Linked DNA regions of Mus musculus: all the other regions are linked to region 1. A link is a contact called in public HiChIP or PLAC-seq data. All regions are on one chromosome and are shown on one strand. Each heading gives the region's core, a stretch centred on a gene start, on an enhancer-like site or on the middle of the called end of the contact. The rest is flanking DNA. Distances are from core to core; before and after follow the strand shown. Region 1 has its middle 22 kb from the start of Gm31603. Region 2 has its middle 10 kb from the start of Gm31718. Region 3 has its middle 32 kb from the start of Gm51605. Region 4 overlaps Gm31718 (a long non-coding RNA gene). Region 5 overlaps Gm31718 (a long non-coding RNA gene).

What was found. HiChIP or PLAC-seq counts read pairs in DNA pulled down with a chosen protein or histone mark.
Region 2: a contact with region 1 is called in an H3K27ac HiChIP or PLAC-seq map of acute myeloid leukemia, with 2.2 times the contacts expected there. The contact joins two enhancer-like sites. A contact is called at or near these places in 2 of 15 datasets of contacts at CTCF or cohesin (the NIH/3T3 cell line and large pre-B cells), 10 of 484 Hi-C or Micro-C datasets (B cells, the C2C12 cell line, CD8 T cells and 7 more), 7 of 115 datasets of contacts at active chromatin or transcription factors (the HPC-7 cell line, acute myeloid leukemia, double positive thymocytes and 4 more) and 1 of 9 other capture datasets (embryonic stem cells).
Region 3: a FOXA1 HiChIP or PLAC-seq map of pancreatic cancer cells shows a contact between it and region 1. The contact joins two enhancer-like sites. A contact is called at or near these places in 3 of 484 Hi-C or Micro-C datasets (nephron progenitors and uterus) and 2 of 115 datasets of contacts at active chromatin or transcription factors (microglia and pancreatic cancer cells).
Region 4: an HNF4G HiChIP or PLAC-seq map of pancreatic cancer cells shows a contact between it and region 1. The contact joins two enhancer-like sites. A contact is called at or near these places in 1 of 15 datasets of contacts at CTCF or cohesin (the NIH/3T3 cell line), 7 of 484 Hi-C or Micro-C datasets (double positive thymocytes, embryonic stem cells, erythroblasts and 2 more) and 11 of 115 datasets of contacts at active chromatin or transcription factors (the HPC-7 cell line, effector CD8 T cells, embryonic basal ganglia and 8 more).
Region 5: a FOXA1 HiChIP or PLAC-seq map of pancreatic cancer cells shows a contact between it and region 1. The contact joins two enhancer-like sites. A contact is called at or near these places in 1 of 15 datasets of contacts at CTCF or cohesin (the NIH/3T3 cell line), 10 of 484 Hi-C or Micro-C datasets (CD4 T cells, double positive thymocytes, embryonic stem cells and 1 more), 6 of 115 datasets of contacts at active chromatin or transcription factors (embryonic stem cells, fibro-adipogenic progenitors, heart atrium and 3 more) and 1 of 9 other capture datasets (embryonic stem cells).

Annotation. Positions count from the first base shown.
Region 1 is chr8:126,705,521-126,710,124 of GRCm38.p6, forward strand. No RefSeq gene overlaps it. Among named protein-coding and RNA genes, the nearest start is that of Gm31603, 22 kb to the right of the region's middle. Within about 2 kb of position 2,226, at least 48 of the 459 cell types and tissues checked have an H3K27ac peak or open chromatin away from gene starts, as enhancers often do. A contact at or near this core is called in acute myeloid leukemia and pancreatic cancer cells, where this site is marked.
Region 2 is chr8:126,916,347-126,921,032 of GRCm38.p6, forward strand. No RefSeq gene overlaps it. Among named protein-coding and RNA genes, the nearest start is that of Gm31718, 10 kb to the left of the region's middle. Within about 2 kb of position 3,110, at least 161 of the 459 cell types and tissues checked have an H3K27ac peak or open chromatin away from gene starts, as enhancers often do. A contact at or near this core is called in acute myeloid leukemia and pancreatic cancer cells, where this site is marked.
Region 3 is chr8:126,529,898-126,534,509 of GRCm38.p6, forward strand. No RefSeq gene overlaps it. Among named protein-coding and RNA genes, the nearest start is that of Gm51605, 32 kb to the left of the region's middle. Within about 2 kb of position 2,589, at least 71 of the 459 cell types and tissues checked have an H3K27ac peak or open chromatin away from gene starts, as enhancers often do. A contact at or near this core is called in pancreatic cancer cells, where this site is marked.
Region 4 is chr8:126,866,383-126,870,868 of GRCm38.p6, forward strand. All of the region lies in intron 1 of Gm31718 (a long non-coding RNA gene), which reads right to left. Among named protein-coding and RNA genes, the nearest start is that of A630001O12Rik, 20 kb to the left of the region's middle. Within about 2 kb of position 1,414, at least 100 of the 459 cell types and tissues checked have an H3K27ac peak or open chromatin away from gene starts, as enhancers often do. A contact at or near this core is called in pancreatic cancer cells, where this site is marked.
Region 5 is chr8:126,882,782-126,886,929 of GRCm38.p6, forward strand. All of the region lies in intron 1 of Gm31718 (a long non-coding RNA gene), which reads right to left. Among named protein-coding and RNA genes, the nearest start is that of Gm31718, 24 kb to the right of the region's middle. Within about 2 kb of position 2,045, at least 153 of the 459 cell types and tissues checked have an H3K27ac peak or open chromatin away from gene starts, as enhancers often do. A contact at or near this core is called in pancreatic cancer cells, where this site is marked.

The sequences.
Region 1 (4,604 bases), core at 976-3,475:
CTAGCTACTCCCTCAGCCAGCTACTCCCTCAGCCAGCTACTTCTCCAGCCAGCTACTTCTCCAGCCAGCTACTCCCCCAGCTGACATTAGGAGATAAGAGGAAGTCTCAGGGTAAAGAAGACAGGAGTCTTTTTTGGTCCTCTTTTGCAGCACCCATACTGATTCCATGAGCATATATTTCCTCATGGAGAAAAATAACATGCCTACCCCATGAGGTGCTTCTAGTGCAGTCTGAGGTACTGATTTCTCCCTTAAGGATTATCTGAGGACCAACTGTTTGGAAAAATACTGCATTGTCTGTTGGGTCTCAGCACAACAAACAGAGAATCCTGGGGCTGAAGAGACTGAGTGTAGGGTCAGATCAGAGATATCTGCCCAGGCAGCAAGCATTATAGACACTGGGGCCTTCTGCACCGTAGGGTCCTAAGGGACTCTTTCCAAAGAGGACACTGTCAGGTAGTTTCCTGAGATCACAGCCTCATGGGGCCATCCCTGAGGTAGTCTGAGAAACATGAGAAGTGAGGAGCCTCATCCTAGCCAGCACCTACCTCTATCCACAGCCACTAGCCACAGTCAGGGCAGTACCACCATGAGCTATATAGCTAAGAATGGCATTGAGGCCACTGACTATATATTACACACAAGTGACAGTCACCAGGATGTGCACAGCTACACTCTAAGAACACTGGCCTCAGGAAGTACCCCACTGTCCCCACACTCCACCACAGGGCCATCCTTCTTCTACTGTGCGCAAGGATCGTAGAGGCTCGATCCTATCCATGGCTCCGAAGCAGATGTCTGGGACTGCTCAGCCAGGGCTCTGCCTCACCCTGTCTCCTCCCCATCTCGGTCACCACACTGTCAACAAGTGACCTTACACATAGCTTGCCAAAAGCCACTTCTTTCCACAGGGTTGCCACAGATGCAACTCCCTTCCTCCAAGGGGACACTGTGGCTGCCACGAGGCATCTGGCAAACTGAGGCTCCTGTTCTTTGGGGCCTTGAGGTTGCATTCCAGGCCAGGGATCCGACCATGACACTTCAGCCTTTTGTCCTGAGAGGCAGCACACATCGTGAAGTAGATGAGTTCAGATCTGAAAGGGAACAAGTCATTCATCTTCATGACTGGATCTGGGACTTGGGTGACCCCTAATCTATCAGTGCTTGGGTTCTTCGTTTATCAGATAGGCCCAGTGAAACACATGGGTCTCAGAGGAGTCATGGGTATGAAGATTCTCTGAAACTCCCAGATCTATGTGCATGCATCTCTCCCAGGGACACTTGACCCACCCACATGGTGGCAGGGATGGAGGAGGCTCACCTGTTTACAGTCCTGTGTTCCTGAACTTGTGTCTTGTTCTTTTGTTGTTGTTGTTCTCTGGGACACAATGTTCACTGGCGACTTTTTGGTCTCTGAACACGTGTTCCCGTGCAGACCCAAATCCATGACTGTTCTGAATACAATATCATATCATAGATCCAGTAGGGAAGCCAGAGTGGCCTGTGGGAAGCATCCTGCATCCAGACAGCCCCATTAGACACTAGTAGTCTGTAATTTGGAACCTGAAAAACATTAGCTGGAACTTAAAATAAGTTGGGCCTTGTTCCCTGGATATTTCAAAGTCAACTGAAATGGGAACCCAGGGTTTAGCCCAGATTGTGTGGGTGCTTTTAGAAGTTGGTGACTTTAAGTGCTGTGGGGGTGTTTGGGGACCTGTGGTGCCAGGCTCCATTTGGGGAATCTATCCCGCTTGGCCTTTCTGGGTACGTGAGTTGTTTGTTTTGTTTCAAGTGTGTGTGTGTGTGTGTGTGTGTGTGTGTGTGAGAGAGAGAGAGAGAGAGAGAGAGAGAGAGAGAGAGAGAGAGAGCGAGCCCAGGGCCTTTAGGCAATACTGTACCACTGGGCCACATCCCCGGGGCCTGCATAGTCTCTTTAGTTTCCAAACTGTCTATAAGCTCATTTTACAGCCTAAGCAGACTTTGGACATATAGTCTTCCTGCCTCAGTCTCCCAAGCAACTGGATTCAGACCTGTGTCACCAGGCCTGGCAAGGTGACAGGTTTAAGAAAAGACAAAGGTCTTTTGTCCCTGGAGATGTTGGCTACTGCCCAAGTTCCCAAGTCACCCCTTACTAAAAGCCTGTCTCAGTTCAGACTCATGCAACGCTGTCACTTGTCACTTAGCATCTGGGAGCTACTGTTTGCTCACTGTGAAATGGGAACAGCGTTCCCCACTGGCAAGGGCTTGTGGGTATTACACAAGATAACACGGTGGAGAGGTTTCCACACTAAGCAGACACAGAAACAGTGTGTGCAATTGTCCCCTTCCACTGCTGCCTCCCAGATGCCTCGGGACCCTGAGGAAGAATCCAGATGGGCTCTCAGATCTAGAAAGTTAAAGAAAAGAAGTTGGATAGTATGGGGCTCTCCTCCACAATTGTTGCCCACCAGCAAGTGAGTTCCCAGAGGCGCCACATCTGCCCCACACATGTGAAGTCTGTGATGCCTGCAGCTGCCAACATGAACCAAACCCATTTTAGATTGAGCTCAAGCAGTGCCAGCCTAGGCCAGAAAGTTGCCTGAGAGAATTAATTAGCCAGTGTATTTCCCAGAGGCTAGGGGCACAGGATTTGTGTGTGTGTCTTTTGTCTGTATGTATATGTATCTGTGTGTTTGCCTGTGTGTCTGTGTGGATATATCTCTGTGTGTATGTATCTGTGTGTGTGTCTCTGTGTATATGCGTCTCTTTCTGTGTGTCTGTGTGTGTATGTATCTGTGTGTGTGTGTGCCTGTGTGTGTATGTATCTGTGTATCTCTTTGTGTGTCCATAGGAGGTTACGTATACATCTTTCTCCTGCTTCTTAGAGAACTCCTGGAGTATAGCTAACACAGAGAGTTGGAGAAGAAGATCCTGTAAGCACCTCACTGAGTTCTCTGTACTTTTAGAGAGCCCATGGAGCTAACAAGGCTGGCAGAAGATTCTGAACTGCTAATGGCCAGGTCTGGGTATGCAGCTCAGTTGGCTGAGTGCTTGCTTAGCATGCAGGAAGCCCCTGGTTTAAGTCTCAGCACCACCTAAACCATATGTGTGCAAACACATATGTGATTCCAGCACTTGGGAGGCAGGAGGATCAGGAACCCCGGGTCATTCTTGACTACACAGCACATGAGACTACACCTCAAAGCAAGATGTTAATGAGCCCATTCATCCATTCAACATTTACTCTGGAAGGTGCCAAGGAGCTCACTAGCTCTTCCAATCTAATGACTTGTCTCAAATAAAGACCAAGTGTCCCTTGAGTTAGAAGAATTTACACTGCTGTCAGGTGTGGTGTGAGGACAGACCACATACACTGGGCTTCACTGCTGGAATCAGCCTCCTGAGTCCTTCAAGGGAGTCAGCTCACCTTAGTGTCCATCCCACAGAGCCCTAGGGACTGAAACTGGGGGTGTCTTCCTTGCTGTCTGCATCTTAACAGCTGCCTGTGGGTTAGGAGGAAGAACAACAAGCCATTTAAATGAGATCACTCCATAAACGCAGAGGAATCCAGGGCACAGAGAAAGGACACATTTGGGGCCTGGCAAATTCTAAAGCATGGTCCTAAACACCAGCTGCTTCTACCCTCTGCTACATGTAGACCCAGGGAACTGGGCTGCTCAAGGCTCCCCAGACAAGAATAGTTCCCTAGACAGCATGGAAACTTGCCTGGAGGGCCCGCCCAGTCAGGACTCAGTTCAGTACCCATCCTGTTAGCACTTGGCTAAGCAACAGCCTCTCAGCACTGACTTCAGTGCCATCCCTCAGCCCAGCAACCACCCTAGCATCACTCAGTTCAGGCTAGAGACACAGAATCTTTGCATGAGTTCACTCATGAGTATGTATATGTGTGTGTGCAGTGTGTATATATGTGTGTAAGTGGTATGTATATGTGTGTGGGATGTGTGGCATGTATATATGTGTATAAGTGGTATGTGTATGGTTGTGTGGTGTGCATATGTGTGTGAGTGTGTTTGTACTATGCTAATCCTTACACTAGCATCACTCAGCTCAGTTCTCATCACTCTGCATTTCCTCTTGCCAAACACACACAGCATACAAACATGGACACACACACACACATGTGCATCCATATACCAAACAAACATGAACTCACATACACGCACACCCACCACATAGACATGGACACACATACATCGCCACACAAACATGGTCATACATATCACTCAAACATGAACATACACACACACCACTTACATGCACACATGCACATGCATTTGCAATACACACATTGCTTACACACACATGTACAGACATGTACACATGCACACACATTCATACACACACCACATAAACATGGACACACGTACATACATGCACACACCAGATACGTGCACATAGCAATAAAATATAAGTCGATTGATCATGTTTCCCAGCAATCAACACAATAGACCCCTTCCAAGGGAGCAGAAGCCTCCTTACCTACATTTTCTGGAAGCCTCTGCTCTCTATCAGACTGCCAGAAGCCACGGTATAAGTAATGCTTGGGACCATCCCTTCCCTCTCTCCAGTGGAAATCCACCAGTGGACCACTCCTGCCTGTCTCC
Region 2 (4,686 bases), core at 1,860-4,359, 210 kb after region 1:
TCCATCCAATAGCTGACTGTGAGCATCTACTTATGTGTTTGCTAGGCCCCGGCCTAGTCTCACAAGAGACATCTATATCAGGGTCCTTTCAGCAAAATTGTTGTTGCTTCATATGTGTATGTATGTGGCGTATATGGGCATATTCGTGTGGGCATGTGGACATATTCATGCACATGCATGAAGAGCCAGAAGTTGGTGCCCAGTGTCTTCCTCTATCACTCTGCACAGTTTTGGTTCTGTAACAAAGCTCATCAGTTCAGCTAGAACGGCATCCACCCCAGGCATCTCCCTTCCCCTGCTTCCTCCTCAGCCTCCATGCTGGGATCACAAATCTACACAGTCCTAATAGTGCCACTCCCTGAGCCAAACATATACAAACCATCACAGTCACCTTAGGTGCAGGCAGCTCAGCATCTCGGGGGCTGATTCTGGGACTGGACTTACTAGAGCTGCCTTTAATCCTGGGTCTCACACAACTATCTACAAACACACACAGCGTTTGGAGCAACCATCCCAGTTCCAGCTCTGTGGACAGAGATGACTCCGGTCCACAGTGTCCCCCTCCCTCTGGGAATGGCCAGCCATGGAGAATAACAGGAGAGAGGAGAGAGAGAGATGGTGGGGCCATCCTCCATACCAATGGCTGACTATGCTGCAGGCACCTTGCTGGGCTTTGGGTTTTTATGGCTGGTCCTAAGCTCAGGCATTAGAAATGTCAATCAGCTGTGTTCTTCACTTTGATTGTCATTGAAACTGCCAGAGGAGATCACAGGACCCTACCTGCCTCCTCCAGTCTTCCAGGTCAACCAAATGTTCAACCTGCTAGAGTCTCAAAGCTCAGACCACTGACCTGGCTACTGTCCTTCCTAGCTTTCACTTCTTCCAAGTTAGGGAGTTTGTGAGCGGGCAAGTTTAGCCTTATCTAGACCTCTCTACGGGTTGCCGTCAACAACAGGGACTCTGTTTCTGAGTCACATGGAACAGCTGACAGCTTGGTGCATCAACCCTTTTTCCTGTTAGGGGGCGCTTTGGAGATTCCCTTAGCCTGAGTTCCTGAGAGGCAGGCCCACCCTAGAGCACCTACCAGAAAATACCTGGGTTCTGTTCACAGATAAAGGTGTACCTCCCACCAGAGCAGCTTTCCAAAGGCTTTCTGGCCACAGCCTATGACATGACTCTTCTCTTAGAGTTACATTTCTACTGGCAAAGCCTAACAACAACAATGACTTCTGACCTTCTAAAATCGGCAGCAGAGAAAATGAACTGGAGCAGTAATGGGGGTGGGAAGCACTCCACAAAGACATTCTGTACCATTCACAACTTCTGTTTGTTGTTGGCTGGGTTCTTTTCCCCCCTTCTTCCCCTTTCCAAGTGTGTGTGTGTGTGTGTGTGTGTGTGTGTGTGTGTGTGTGTGTTTTCAAATGGCAGAAAATATTTTCCAGCTACACTGTGCTGGCATTGCCAAGCTCATGCTGATGCCAAGGTTATAAAAAGCAGCTGTGGAGAGACTTCACAGAAGGGCTTGTCCGATCAGCTTCCAAGACACTAACTTTCCTCTAAGAACCCCACCTTCTTCACTACGTACCTGAGGGGGACACATGTGTGGCCATATTACAATAGTTATGTGCAAGATACTTGAGTGGCAGGTCTTTATGATCCCTCAGTCCCCAAATCCTCACACTCAACTGAATGTGATGGCACACGCCTGTAATCCCAGCACTCAGGAGGTGAAGGCAGAAGGATCAAGAATTCAAGACTATGGCCATCTACAGACAGAGCAAGTTCAAAGTCAGCCTAGGATATGTGAAATACTCTCTCAAAGGTTCAAAAGTTTCTCCCTGCACCAAAAGAATCTCTCTCTCTCCCTCTCTCCCCCTCCCCTCCCCCCCCCTCTCAGACACACACACACACACACACACACACACACACACACACACACACCAAAAACTGTTCCAAGATTCCTGCTACAGTTGCCAGGAAGGCTCAGAAGGGCAGGATAAGTTTGGGCTGCAATGGTGAGAACACATGGTGGCCCTCATGGGCCAGTTCCCCTACCAACACCCCCTCTTCCTCCCTCCTCTGCATGTGAGTGTGTGTGGAAGTGAGTTCATCTGTGTGTGCACATGTGTGTGCATGCATGCATGTGTGTCCGGGCATGCATGTCTGTGTGCATGTGTGTGTGTGTGCATGTGTGAGTACCTGTGTGTGTATGCTTGTATGTGTGTGTGTGCATGTGTGTAGGTGTGTATATGTGTAAGTTCATCTGTGTGTATGTGTGTGTGAGAGTGCATGCATGTGTGTGTGAGTTCATCTGTGTCAGTGTATGCTTATGGGTATAACTTAACTGTGCATGTGTAAGTGTGTTCATCTGTGTATGTGTGTGTGTGTGAGTTAGTTCATCTGTGTGTGAGAGTGTGTGAGCTCATCTGTGTGTGAGTTCATCTGTATGAGTGTGTGTATGTGTGTGTACAAATGAGTTCATCTGTGCATGTGTGTGTGTTTAAGTGTGTTCATCTGTGTGCGTGTGTGGATGGAAGCCAGACACTGACTTTAGAGCCTTTCTCTACTGTGCAACACTTTCTCACTGAACCTAGACATCACTGCTTTGGCTAAACTAGCTGGGCAGAGAGCTCTAAAGCTCTTCTTGTCTTCCATGTCTCAGCCCCAGCTCTGGGGTCACAGGCATGTGACCCAACAAGCCCAGCTTTTTATATGGGTGTGGAAGATCTGTAATCTGTGGAAGATCTGAACTCAGGTCCTTAAGCTAACATAGCAAACACTTTACCTGCTGAGCCATCTCCCCAGTCCCAAGAAGGATGTTCCTTGCATGGAACCATGACTCTCCAGAACCCCCACTCCCCGACCCGGAGACTTCCCCCAGGTCTCTCACTCTCATTCAGTGATCAGCTCCAACTCCATCTTGCCTCATCCTGTCCCTCCCACGCTGTGGGACACCCTACACCTCATTGCTGCTGCTGCTCTGCAGTGAGATCCTACTCCCTCCCTCCCTCAGTTCCAGCCTAGTGAAGACAACAGTAACCCGCACTGTGGCTCTCCTGGGTGACTAATTGGTTAATCCTGGGAAGGCCTTTGAAGCTGAAACACCAGTGTGTTACTCACAGGCTGGAGGCATGAACTTGCCCTAGGCCAGGTCTGAGTCAGCAGAGAGTGGCCTCCCACCTCCATACAGGCTGAGCCAGCCAGCCTAGGTCCTGCTCAAGGTCAAGGCTGTCCTACAGGAGAGCATGGCAATGTAAACCAAGGGAGATAGTGAGGTCTTAGTGGCCTGTGTGGGGTGGCTGTTCTGAGCCTGAGAACTGGGCCCTGTTGAAGATCACATAGCACTCAGTCCTCAGCTCATGCTTCCAAGATAGCACATGCAGCAACCTTGGTCAGGACAATATTTCCTGGTCATCGTTTGGAGAAATATTTTTTCCCACAGCAAATTCCTTAGGAGCCACAGCCTATCTCCTTGCGATCTCCTTAGGTGGGAGGGCAGTGCTGTCAGCCTAAGTCTTGGGAGAAAGATGTGGGCAACTTGTGGATTCCCTCGGCCTTCTCACACGCATCTCTCTTGTGAGGGTGGAGGTGATGGCTGAGACCGGGCCTCACTCTTAAAACCAGGCTGGCCCTTGAACTCACTGTGTAGCCTAAGCTAACCCTTTACAATTCATTTGCCTCAGCCTCCTAGCATGCCTGGCCATCCCATCTGCCTATGGGAGGAAGAAACTAGTCAAGTGTGATGGTAGGTACCTATCATCCCTGCATTCAGAAGGTGGAAGAAGAGAGATCAGGAGTTTAGTGATAGCCTGGGCTACATGAAACCAACCCTGTCTCAGAAAAGAAACAAAAGGCAGGCAAGCAGGCAGGTAGGAAGGGAAGGAGGGAAGGAGGGAGGGAGGGAGGGAGGGAGGGAGGGAGGGAGGGAGGGAGGGAGGGAGGGAGGGAGGGAGGGAGGGAGGGAGGGAGGGAGGCTGGTAGGCCAGTTTACAAACCAGAGGCCAGCCCTTGTGCTGATGCCCTTAACCCTTCCAGCAGGGTTTTGTCACCAGAGCTGGGAGGCAAGAACTGACAGCCTTTAAGATGCAACCCAGTGTCAGATTCCCCAACAATGGAGCAGCAGGTCCCCACACCCTGCCCCCCCACCCTCCTGTAGTGACCCCCATATGATCTGGCCCCCCAACCTCTGCCTTTCCTCTGCCCTCTCTGCCATTTCCTTCTTCCAGAAAACAACCTCCCTGGCCAGAAGGATTTCAGGCACTTCTGCTTTTGTTCTAAAGCCACCAGCTCTTATAATATTTTCTGCTCCTCTTCCCAGGGACTCTGAAACACACAGATGACAACACTTTAAAAACAAAGAGCCGAAGGCGGTGGCACATGTGTATCGCCCCAGCACTTGGGCGGCAGAGACAGGCGGATCTCTGCGAGTTCAAAGTCAGCCTGGTCTACAGAGTTAGATCGGGTCTCAAAAAAAAAAAAAAATTACATTAAAATTAAAACACAAAAATCTGAAGTAAAACCAGGAGGGACTGCTGTCAGCTTGGGGCAGGAAAGGGGAGAGCGGAGAGCTTGTGAGTGGAGGCCTGGATCTGGCCAAGGGGCAGGGCACAGCGGTAGACTGAGCAGAGAGCTTTCTGTTTGGCTTGGGTGGCTGCAGAGGTAGAAGTGGCCACTGGGAGAGAGCTG
Region 3 (4,612 bases), core at 1,339-3,838, 180 kb before region 1:
CTCTCCCGTTGTTTCATTTGCAGTGTTTATGAGCAGAACAAAAAATCAAATTTAATGGTAGCCAGATAGATAAGCACAGCGCCTGGAGAGATGGTTCATGGGTAGACATGGTGATTGCCAAACCCTGAGTTCACTCATTGGAGCCTACGTGGTAAAAGGAGAGAGACAAAAATTGTCCTCAGACATCCACTCATGCATCACTGCTTTCAGATGCCCCACAAAATGAATGAATGAATGAATGAATGAATGAAAAGTATTTGAAACTTTAAATAAAATCTGGTTCGTGGGCTAGGGAGATGGCTCAAAAGGTAAGACAGCTCTTGCTATGCAAGCAAGAGAATCTGAGTTTAAATCCAGCAGCCATGCAAAAATGCTGGGTCTGCCCATTTGTGACTTGATTCTCAGTGTTGGGGACAGACTAGTCCTAGGAAGTTACTAGGCAGGCGGCCTGGCCAAAATGGCAGAGCTTCTGGTCCAATGAAACTCTGTCTCAAAAAATAAGGCGAGATGGTATCACCTGACATCATCCTGTTCAACTGAGCATATCACACACACACACACACACACACACACACACACACATGCATTCACACAGCACACACACTAATTAAGAAAATAAGACCTAGCTCATGGAGCTAGGGACATAGCTTAGGGGTAGGCCTCAGGCTTCACTCCTAGCACTGGGGGTGGGAGGAGGAATCCAGTCTATAACATAAGTTGTCGTCCTTATGACAAGTGGGTGAAGGGACAATAACAGGGAAGATTGGGACCTTAATATCCACTTGGGAATTTGAACACAGCTTGCAATTACCCAAAGCCACTGCCTCTGGGGCAGGCTGGGAAATTTCTATTTCTTTCATGAGTGACACTGGACTAAGACCCAAGATCCCACTATGTCTCCCATCAGGAACACTTCCTAGCAGGGTCACTGTTTTACCCACAAACTGGAACTCAGGATACCCACATGTCAAGGAGGCTCACTACCAAGACCTCCATGCACTTCAGATGGAACACTATGCACTGTAATTGGAGCACCATGTACTGTAGTTGGAGCATAATGTATTGTAGTTGGAGCACCATGCACTGTGGTTGGAGCACCATGCACTGCAGTTGGAGCACCATGTACTGCAGCTGGAGCACCATGTACTGCAATTGGAGTGCTATTCACTGCAGCTAAAGCACCATACAAGTAGTTGGAGCACCATGCCCTGCAGCTGGAGCACCATGCGCTGCAGCTGGAGCACCATGCACTGCAGTTGGAGTGCCATTCATCACATCAAGGGCTGAAGTTGCATTCAGATGTGACCTCACTACTTCCCATTTGTGAAGAACTAAGAAGCCATCCTGCCTTTTGCCTCCTGAGAGATGGCTCCAGACATGACCAGGAACATGACCCTTTAATTCACAGCACCTACCACCAGGGTCTAGGGTCTCCCAGAATGGACAGAGTGGCCTCTGTCTTCACCTGGGCTTGAGAGGCTCTGGCTTTCTCTTTCCTGCCCCCAGAGTTCTGTCCAAAGAAGGAAGCAGATAGTGAAGACCTAGAAAGAGAGCAAGGAAGGACTGACATGGGCTCCAGAAAGAAGTGAGTACATTCCTTGTATTCTTTGTAGATGACTCTCCAGCCTGCATCAGCCTCGGGCGAGTCCCAGGCCTGCAGCAAACCCTGTCTGCCCACAGGGCTGTCTCAACACGCTGTTTGCAAAGTCAAGTTTGCAGTGTAAATTCTGTTCTCCCTTGCTTTCTTCAGGGATTCACAGATGGGCTCTCAGCGGCTCTTCCTCTCCAAGCCTCTTTGGTGCTGAAAAGTGAGGTCACTGCTCTGGAACATGCCATCCCTGTCAGAACAGGTCCTCCAGGCAGCCATGCGGCCGCAGGGCCAGCAGGGTGGGCCGTGCTGGCTCCCAGTCCTGCCCTGACTTAGATCTCTCTTGGGCACTATTTTGGGCAGATTTTTTTCTCCCCATCTTGCTCTTTATCATAAGCCCATTGGGCAAATGACAGCGGTATTGCAAGCTTGAATGGGCTTGTTTGACAAGCCAACTTTCACCCTGTGAGCTGCCACCGGCTCCTGCAACTCTGTGAGAAGGACAAGCAAGCAACTCCAGCTACTTCCTTGATGTAACTGACTTTTGAGTTTAAGATGTCTTGTTGTCATCTCCCTGGTTGCGAGGACAAGAGGGAGAAGACGGGACTCATCCTCCTGTGCATCTGTAGTTGGCACTTGTCAAAGCCCTTTTTGCTCTGAAGCCCCACCCCTCAGAGCACAGACAGGCACTTGGAGGGGACCTCTCCCAAGTACAAATGATTACACTCAAAGACACTGCTGATAAATGTCATGGGCCAGTGGCTCAGTGGGTAAAGTGCTTACTGTGTAAATATGAGGACCTGAGTTCCTATCACCAGAGCCCATGTTAGAGCCTGATGTGGTACCCAGGACGTTCTGAACAGGTCCAGCCAAGAAGAGAGTTGGTTTGCAGAGGGCAGAGGGATAAGGAAGCTCAGATTCCCTGCTGGAGGTAGTGGGTGTGGCCATGCTACAATACTCTGGTTGGGCGGGTAGGCTAAAATCAGAGAGGCTAGGGCAAGCAGCCACGAACTGTGCCGCAGCAGGGAGCAGTGATTCATAAATCTGCCTGGGGAGAGCCCTAATCCCAGCCCTTCATCACTTCCCCCCTTGCCTCCTACCATGCCACCCTGCATGACCGATAATTCTCCTCCCTGGGAATGAGATGCCGTTGATGTTTCAAAGACTTCTTCCTGATTCTCACATGGACTAGAAATCCTTTGAAGGGCTGGGATGGATGGCCTAGCAGTCAGAGTGTCTGCTGAGTAAATCTGAATCTCCAGAACATATATATAAAAAGCCAGACATGATGACATTCCCCTGTAATCCTAGTCCTGGGGAGATGAAGACAGGATCTCCTGGAGGTTCACTGGGCTAGTCAGTTCAGCCTAATGGATGAGTTCTAGGCTCATTAAGAGAACTTGTCTCAAAACAGTAAAATACGGAAGGCACCCACAGACCCCTGACCTTCACACACATTCACACACATGTATGTATGTGCATATGAACATGTATAATGCATTAGCACACACACATACACACACTCACACACACACATACCTGAAATCTCTGTATTGAACAAAGAACCAGCCTTAGGTCCTGTTTGGAACATCTTAAAGACCCTGACTCATGGTCAACTGTTTTCAGAGGTCCGACAAGATCTCCAGAACTACAGAGGTTTTATTCAGGGGGCCATGTACTCATTGGCAGGGCACCGGGAACCATATCTGCTCCAACCCCTGTCCTCTCAGGCCTTTGTAGGCATAGCTCTTTCCAGATGGCTGCCCTCACCCCATTCTTTTGTCTGTTCAGGTTGGGGTCCTTGATTTCTTATCCACAGAGCTGTAGGCTGTGACCTCAGTAGGTGCTGAGTCAGCTTGGAATCTAAAGTGCTACCTAGAGGCTGGGGTAAGGAGGAAAGGCCAGTGCAGAACAGCAGGCTGGATCTGTCTGTAAATGAGTGGGTGGGGGTTAGATCTCAAGCCTGGACCCTTGCATGTGGGAGCTGCACTCCCAGCTCTATGAACCAGGCTTCAAGAGATGGGGGCAGAATCCACCTTCTTCTCCATCTCAGTTCCTGTCCCCTGAGTTGCACCTGGCCTGGTGCTCAGTCGAGGGTGTCTTTTCCAATATGGAAGGTCCTGGAGAAAGCATCATCAAGATCAAGAGATAGGGACAGAATCTAAAGGGATCTCCTTGAGTCAAGATGGACATTCCTGGGGGCAGCAGACTCAGAGTTTCCTGGCAAGCTAGGATATGGTACCTTGAGGAGTGATTTTGATCTCAGGGACCGAGCCTCATTCCGGAAACTCTGCCCATGTTGAGAATTTCTGTTTTCCATTTTTCCATGTTTACAGCAGTGTCTCCTTGGATGATGGTCAGTTTGTAGCTTTGGACCAAGGGGTGCCACTGAGCTAGTGCGCCTGGGTCAAGCTGGAGGTAAGAGATAGATGGATACCAAGACCTCCAGCGACCATCAAGGTGATATATACAGTGCTCCTCAGTTTTCCTGACTTTTAATGGGTGGTGGCTTCCTCACTGACATATTTAGAAAATCAGATAAACCAGACATATTAAGCTCATAAAGTGGGCTTGGCACATGCATCATGCATAGATTAGCCCTTGGCATCCAGATCCTGTAATGGCATCCACTCTGGCCTTCCCCACTCACAGGTCATGTGACCTGGGGCAAGTCACTCCAGTCCTCTGCTTATTTTTTATTTTTTAATTTCAGACCTGAGGGTCCAGATATATTCTTACAGGCTGCTTTGAGAACTGACAAAATGGTGGACATGTGTGTGTGTGTGTGTGTGTGTGTGTGTGTGTGTGTGTGTGAATTGACATGATGGTAGACATGCTCATGGCTCACCATTTGAGAGTACAGCTCACGACACACAGTTTGAAGTTACAGCTCATGGCTCACGGTTTGAGGGCACAGCTCATGGCTCATGATTTAAGGGTATAGATCATGGCTCACTGTTTGAGGGTACCTCATGTGTTGAGAGAACAGCTTATAGCTCACGGTTTGAGGGTACAGCTCATCAC
Region 4 (4,486 bases), core at 164-2,663, 160 kb after region 1:
AAATAGAAACATACAAGAAACATACCATCTTAGCATAACATTCTGGAAAATAATATTCACATTGCTACAGCACTGTCCCCACACAACAACCAGTCTCTTAATTAGCTGCTGTCATCGTGAAACAATCATTTCCCACCCACCCCCTTGGTTGTACTTCTCCCCTACTCTGACATTTCTAATATCATGAAGAAGGAGAAGGAGAAGGAGAACAACAACAACAACAACAACCCAAGATTTAATCAGGCAAGGTAACTCAAACCTGTAATCTCAATTTTGAGAGGCAAGAAGATTGGGGCAAGTTTGAGGCCAGCCTGGGCTACATAGTGAAACTTTGTCTCAAAAAGTATCAAATTAAATTAAACTCCAAATGAAGGCACTAAGGAGACAGCTCAGTTTATAAAGTGCTTGCTGTGTAAGAAGGAGGACCCATGTTTGATCCCCACAGCCTAAATTTAAAAGCAGGGCATGGGGCTCAGCTTGTAAGCTTCCAACTGGGGAGGAACCAACAGCTGGGCCTCCCCCCCCCCCACCAACCCCAGGGTTTAATGGCCATCCAGCCTGGCCCACTCAGTAAGTTCCAGCCTAGTGAAAGATCCTATCTCAAAATAAGGTGACAGCACCTGAGAGACTGATTGGCCTCTGACCCCACATACATGCACACACATGTGCATGCACATACATGAACATCCATACGCATGCACACACACACACAAAAGGAAGAAGGAGCACAATCTAAAAGACTGCCTCACCAGGGGGCGTCCACCCTGAAGGATGCTCATGGGAGCATTTTTCTATGCTTTTCCCCCCTCAAGTTAAGAGGTAAAGGATGCCCAAAACTTTGGCTTTCCAAACCAGAAAGGCTGGGCGTCTCACAGAAAGCAGCAGGTTTTGATGCAGTCCCACGGGCAGCTGGGGTTCCCCCACCCCTACCCTCTGCTTCTTCCTCTCTCTCACCCCCTCCATGTCCCTCTTTGAGTGAGTTGGGTGGAATGGGAGGCCTCTCTGTTTTGCAGGCTGAAGGAAGCCCCCATTTCTCTGCATCACAAGTCTAGGAAGAGCTCCTGAGGAGTCGATGTGAGCTCCCTATTAGAGGTTCAGAGTGAAGGCTTCAGGACACACACACTCACACACTCACACACCAGCATCAAGCCCTCTTAGAGTCTGTGGCCCAGTGCCATCACTCGAGATTCTGTTCGGGTCCCTCTGAAGCCTTCGCCTGCACCTGCCAGCTTCCCAGACAGAAGTCACACCGTACAGTGAAGCATAGAAAACAGAAAGCCGTTAGCCCCCAGTGAATGTTATTTTTAATGAAAGTGGTACATTTTGAGTCACAGTGTTAAAACCAGGTCAGAAATGAATCATCAGAGAATCAACCACAAAGTCCCCTGGAGGTGACTGCAGATGACTGCCCTGTCACCAGCTCTGCACACGCCTCCCTGAGATTCTGTCACGCGGAGCCAGTGTGGGGCCACTGGGTGCCATGTCAGCTCAAAAGATGTTATGTTGTCACCAATGGGATTCCCCGGCTTGGTGATGTGGTGGTCCCACCCACACAAGGAAGCGGCCATCATCCTGCTAGGTCTATGATTACATCATCCTACTGGCTTCCAGGTAGTGTGTCTCAGATGGTGGAAAGAGATAAAAGGACCTGTTCCTCCCTGACCCGGACTCTACCTAGTGCCCACATCTCCTCCTGGCTATGGAGAGGCAGCCCAGGGGCTGAGAGATGGCTCCATCAGTAAAGTGGTTGCTATGCAAGCATGAGGATCTGACTTTGATCCCCAGCACCTGGCTGTGGTGGCATGTGCTTGTCATCCAGCTCTGGGAAAGCAGAGACAGGTGGAAGTAGAGGCAGGAAGATCCCTGGGGCTTATCAGCTTAGCCTAATAGGCAAACCCAAGCATTTGAGAAACCATGCCTCAAAAAGCAAGTGAAGGGTTCCTAAGGAACAATGTTCAAGGATGGCCTCTGGCCTCCAAACACAAATGCACACACATGCATGTACATGGGAACACACAAGATACCCATTTGAACATGTGTATAACACACATAGACACACATGCATACTTACACACATGTACACTCATATACACTCACACATACACACAAAAATACACACACATACATATACACAAATACACACACATACACATATACACACACACAAATACACACATGCATACACATATACACTTATACTCACACACACATACTCATATACTCACACATACACACACATGCATGGGCACACACACATACGCACACATACATACACAATTACACACATACTCATACATACACATACACATATGCATGCATACATGCACATACACACTTAAATTCAAACACACATACACATTCTCTCTCTCTCTCTCTCTGTCACACACACACACACGCACACACACAGGGAAGCTCAGGATGGGCTGCTGTGTTGAGTAATTTTATGTAAAGTTGACAAAAACTAGTCATTCATCTGAGAAGGAGGAACCCCAATTGAGAAATGCCTCTATAAGACTGGGCAGTAGGCAAGCCTATAGAATATTTTCTTAGTGAATGATGTTGGAGGGCCCTGCTGATTGTCCTGAGCTGGTGCTCCTGGGTTCTATAAGAAAGCAGCAGGCTAAGCCAGCCATGGGGAACAAGCCAATAAGTTACACGCCCCCATGGCCTCTGCATCAGCTCCTGTCTCCAGGTTCCTTCCCTGTTTAACTTCCTATTCTGACTTCCTTCAGTGATGGATGGGATGTGGAAACAAGCCAACTAAACCATTTCCTCCCTAACTTGCTTTTGGTCATGGTGCTTCATCATAGCCTCTGCCTTCTGGTTTCAGATCCTTAGACAGGCTGAATATTGACCCTGGCCACTCTGCTTCAAAGACCTCCTTCTAAGACCACACTAAGGATCAAGTGGAACGCACCATGCAGAAAACACAAGAGCTAGTTCCCTTCTGTGGAAGCAACAACAAATCACTCCTTTTTGGTGAAGGAGTTAAAGGCTCCTTTCTGGACCTCTCTGAATTGGAGCCAGACTGCGAGTGGCTAAAACAGATAAAATTTAATAGAGGTAACATCTCCAGCACCTGCCTGTAATCTCAACATTCACTCAGACAGGGGGATTGCATAAATGAGACCAGCGTAGGTTACACAGTGAGACCCTGGAAAAGAATACATAAGGAGTCACATGTTAGTTAATAGCATGTGATTTTGAGCCTGATATCTTCTGCTTGTGCCCTCCTGGAATGCTGCCCTGGGCCACTAGAAGGAAGCTGGACAGGAAACTGGTTGGACTGTGGAGAAGTGGGTGCCCTCAACCTTCCTGCCAACACCACTTTCCAACACAAATAGATCTGTCACCCAAAATCTCCACCTCAACACAGCCCCAAGTGAACACAGAGAGAACAAGATGGTAGCTAGAGTCTGAGCCTGAGACCCACAGGAAAAAGCCTCTTCCAGGCTAGGGTGCTGCTCAGTCCTCCCTAGCACTGCAGATAGATAGATAGATAGATAGATAGATAGATAGATAGATAGATAGATAGATATTTAGAGAGGTAGAGAGATAGATAATAGATAGAGAGATAGAGAAAGAGAGAGAGACAGAGAGATAGAGATATAGATGATAGTGATAGTGAGACAGAGAGACAGAAATAGAGTGAGACAGAGACAGATAGAGAGACAGACAAACAGATAGATGATAGATGGATGGATGGATGGATGGATGGATGGATGGATGGATAGATGATAGAAAATAGAAAGATGATAGATAGATGATAGAAGATTAATTGATTGATTGAGTGAGTGATAGGCAGATAGACATATAGATAGATGATGATGGATTGATAGGTAGGTAGGTAGATGATAGATAGATAGATAGATAGATAGATAGATAGATAGATAGATGATAGAAGATTAATTGATTGATTGAGTGAGTGATAGGCAGATAGACAGATAGATAGATGATGATAGATTGATAGGTAGGTAGGTAGATGATAGATAGATAGATAGATAGATAGATAGATAGATAGATAGATAGTGATGGAGAGATAGTGAGATATTCACTCCCTTTAAGCAATTGAGCTTCCCCCTAGCCGCACACACCGAGTAGTTCAGCTATTTAAAACTAAGCTTGAATGAGAATGGCTGGGGCAAGCTGGGAGAGCAGCAGTCCATCAATGAAAGAAGCAGTGTGTCCCAGCCTGGACTGCTCCCTCTCCTCTCCCTGTTCCACCTTTGTAGTCGTCGCAAATCCTGCCCTTTACCAGGGCTGCAGCACACTCTCCACAGTGTCTCTCTCTAACCATCTTCTCTGCTCTTTCTCTAACCCACTGCCTTTCCCCTTGACAGAGCCGGAAGGATTTGTTTTCAGATACTTCCCGAAGTTTACTCTCTGACTCGCATTCGCAAAGTAAGGAATTAGAATATAAGATATAAAAGCCAAGAGAGAAAAAAGAAACAGGAAAAGTCGGGGTGCAGAAGACCACAGGGGATGA
Region 5 (4,148 bases), core at 795-3,294, 180 kb after region 1:
ACTCCAACAAGGCCACACCTCCAAATAGTGCCATGCCCTGGGCCAAGCATATTCAAACCATCACACAGGTGTACATAGAGGCCAGATGGAGACACAAGGACACCACAGCTAGTATCAAGCCAAGGGGAGAGGCCTCAAGAGAACCAATCAGCTCTGCCAACACTCTTCTCAATGCCCAGAAGTATGATAGGATATATGTGTCTGTCTGTCTGTCTGTCTGTCTGTCTGCCTGCCTGCCTGCCTGTCTGTGGATTTGTGTACATCAGTGCAGTGCCCATGGAAGTCCTAGAAAGTGTCATATCCACTGGAGCTGGAATTATAGGCAACTGTGAGACACCTGGCCCAAGTACCAAGAATCAACTGCATGAGTGGTGTGTACATTTTAAAGCTCTGAGACATCAATGTTTGCTTTTTAAGTTACCTGGTCTATGCAGTCTTGCTATGGGAGCCTTAGTACCTAATCCAGTCTGATCATGCTGAAGGGAATCTGCCTCTCAGATTGTCCCCAAATCTTCCTCAGTTACCCAAATAAAAGGCACCAGACAAGATCCTCATTTAAAGCAATAGTAAATTGGTTCAGAGAACCAAGAATCTGATGAGGACCAAGGAGCTAGCTTAATTGTTCAAGTGCCTGTCACTCAAGGATGAGGATCTGAGATCAATTCCCAGAAGTCACATTTTAAAAAAAGCTGAGTGTGGTGATGACTACTGTGCTAGGGAGGTAGAGATCAGCCTGACCCAGAGAAGCTCACTAGCCTAACCTGCTAGATGATTTCCAGGCCAGTGAGAGACCCTGCCTCAGAACAAAAAGACGACTGGCGCCTGTGATATAACACCTGAGGTCATCCTCTGCACCCATGCATCTTACCTGCACACGTGCATGTGCACCCACACATACAAAAGGTAACAGACTAGGAGAAGACTTGAAATTTGTGTTCAGTCATTGATGGAAGGCTTGGAGTGATAGAAACACCTCAAAAAAAGAAAGTAGTAACCCAGACACTCTGTAAGACCCTTGAGCGAGCTCAGCCTTTGATGACTGCCATTTTGCACACCCTTGACGCTTCTTAGCTCCTCTTCTAGAAGATGCAGTTTCCCCCGTGGAACTCTGGGAATGAAGGTTACCATATCCAGCCCTGTACACTGGTTTAGGGATTTAGCCCAAGGCTGGTGCTTTAAAAAAAAAAAAAAAAAAATCCTTCCTTTAGCCTCCCAGAGACAGGCTGCTCATTTCCATTGCTAAGGTGGAGGAAGAGATAAAGGGATTTATTATCTGAACATTCCAGGGCCTCCCAAACAAATCTGTTCCTCCCTCTAACCACCCCCACCCCCCCGCTCCCCAAAAAGCTGGACCGAGTTTTAAAACATAAGTGTGTTTTGTTCCCAAGCCAGCTTGTCCGTCTCGGCGGCACTCATACACGCAGGGCCTCCTTATCAAATCACAGACTGCTAAGTCACAGAGCAGGAGAGTTCTGGTTCAGCACACCTCATGAGCTGCAAGCCCCAAGAAGGATGTCTGTGTCTGCCTTGCTTGTCATTAGCATCTCATGGTCACATGGCAGTGCCTGCGTCATTCAACCACTGGCAAAGAAAACAGAATGAGGTCAGCCACGAGGGAGAACAAACGGCATAGCTCAAGGAGCACAAACGCAAGCCTGGAAACTTGGGGGGTTGGGGGGGCAGGCTTGTGAGGGGGTGAGTTGTGGCTGATCACAGCCTCCTGGTGGTCCCTCTCTGTGTTCCCTGGTGTTTGCACAGCCCAGGTTACAAATCTGGGCATCATCACCACCAATATCCCCATAGTAAAGGTGACAGACTGGACAGAGCATGCCACATCCCTTGCAGCAGGGTAGAGTCTGGAGCCGCCACGCACCCTCCCCTTCCCTTGTAGAATGGAAGGTGCCAGCCACTTGGGGGTCAGAGTTTGAGGGGAGGCTCTTCTGAGGAATGTGTCTGTGGAGAAATCCATGCTCCCTAGAGGGAAGTGGGGACTGTCCCTGCACATCAGACTGTGGCAGAGCTTACCCCAGGATGCCCTTTAATGAGAGCAGAGAAGACTAGGCCCTTTGCCAGCCAGGACCTCAGAGTCTAAATAGGGTTGCAGTAGGCTGGCAAAGGTCCCTGAGGCCTGTAAATGTGAGGAATCTGGTGGGGGTTTTGTTTGTTTGTTTGGTTGGTTGGTTGGTTTTGTTTTCTAAGGAAATGGGTCTTTGCAAATACGAATAAGGACTGTGAGATAGAACAGTTATCCCAGGTGCCTCACAACTGAGAAGGGCAAAAGCCCCCATATACAATGACTTGTGTACTTAAAAGACAGAGGCCGGGCAGTGGTGACACACGCCTTTAATCCCAGCACTTGGGAGACAGAGACAGGCGAATTTCTGTGTTTGAGGCCAGCCTGGTCTACAGAGTGAGTTCCAGGACAGCCAGGACTACACAGAGAAACCCTGTCTCGGAAAAACAAAAACAAAAAAAAAACAAAACAAAACAAAACAAAAACAAAACAAACAAACAAAAAGACAGAGGCCAAGTGTATCAATTACTTCCTTAGTTGCTGTGACAGAATACCTGTTGAAAGCAACAGAATACCTGTTGAAAGCAGCTTCGGTGAGGAAAGGTTTATTCTGGCTCACAGTCGAGAGGATACAATCCACCACAGAGGGGAAGGAGAGCAGGAGGCAAAGGTGGCTTGCCACTGTGGCGGCACAATCGTGAGGTGGATAGTCACATCCCACGCGCAGTCAGAAAGCACCACAGCGAAAAGCCTCTGGAGAAAGGAACCTCACAGAAACGTTGACCTCAGCCTTCCAGCCTCCAGAGCTTCGAGCAAGAAGGTCTCTGCTGACCAAGCATGGGAGCATGGGCAGACGAAGACACCTCATACATAAACCAGAAGAGGGTAGCTCTTAAAACTTAAAGTCCACCACCACTCCCACTCTCACCAAGCCACTCCCTCCAGCTGAGCTGCTCTACCTTCTGAAGTTTCCACACCTCCCAAACAGCGCCATCTGTAGGCAACCAAGCGTTCAAACACAGGAGCCTAAGGGAAGTGGTGGTTGAGGAGCTGAGGCCACAAACTAATCAATGGCAGACAACACCCCACCCCACCCACCCCCAGCTGGAAGGGATCAAAGTGGGTCCTTCCCTGGATCCTTGGAGGGAATGCAGTTCCGTGGACACAGCCAAACGAAAGTGCCGTCAAACTTCTGCCCTCCAGAACCGCGAGAGAACAAACTGCTGTCTTATGTCTCTTTGTGACAGCAGCCAAGAGGACATCATTCATTATACAGAAGCTGACGACTACCTGCTTGAGTGTCAGAACCAGAAGCAAGTGTTGGGTTGGGCCAATTTCTGCCTCAGTGCTTGTCAGGGCCAGTCTAGTCAGGGTCTGGGTCAAGAGAGAACGCTAGTATGGACCACTGAGTGCCTGAGTCATGGAGCTACCAGAAAAGGTAGGAACCCCACAGGGAGGAACCACAGGTAAGCCCTGTCTAGAGACCCAGACCTACCATCCTAGCTACTCTGGAGGCTGAGGCGGGAAGAAAATGAACACAAAGCATACTTGGGCTACAGAGTACATTCAAGGACAGCCCAATGAGACCTTGTTTCAGTAAGAAAGGCTGGCAATACCAGACAGTGGCAGAGCCCTTGCCTAGCCAAAGACCTGGGCTCCATTCCCAGCACAGGAAGAAGATGAAGGTAGAAAAGGTCTCGAGTGGCCACACAGAAGGGGGTTAGAGAAGGGCCGGGGGCAGGTATCTACTTCAGCCATACTCAAAAATGCCACCCCCTTCAAACCCTCTCCACCCCATAGGACTGCCCTGGCCCTTTGGCCCCTTGCCTTCCTCCAACCTTTTAAGCAGGGAAATGGGAAACAGAGCCAGACAAGAAGGGTCTGGGGGACAACCAGCCTTGCCCCTTTCCCATGCAGGCCTAAGCAGGCTCAGCTGGAGCGGGGAAGGGAATGAGATGTTAAAATTTAGAGTTCTGACTAACATCTTGGCCCAAACACTGAAATTCTGAGTTGGGACTGTTTTCCATTTAAAGTGACCATTGGCCAGGCTGTTTCCTAAGAGCTGCAGAAAAGTGTGAGCCTGCCAGGTTTTCCAGCCTTGAGCAAGGGAACGTGAATTTGGCGGCTGGATCTT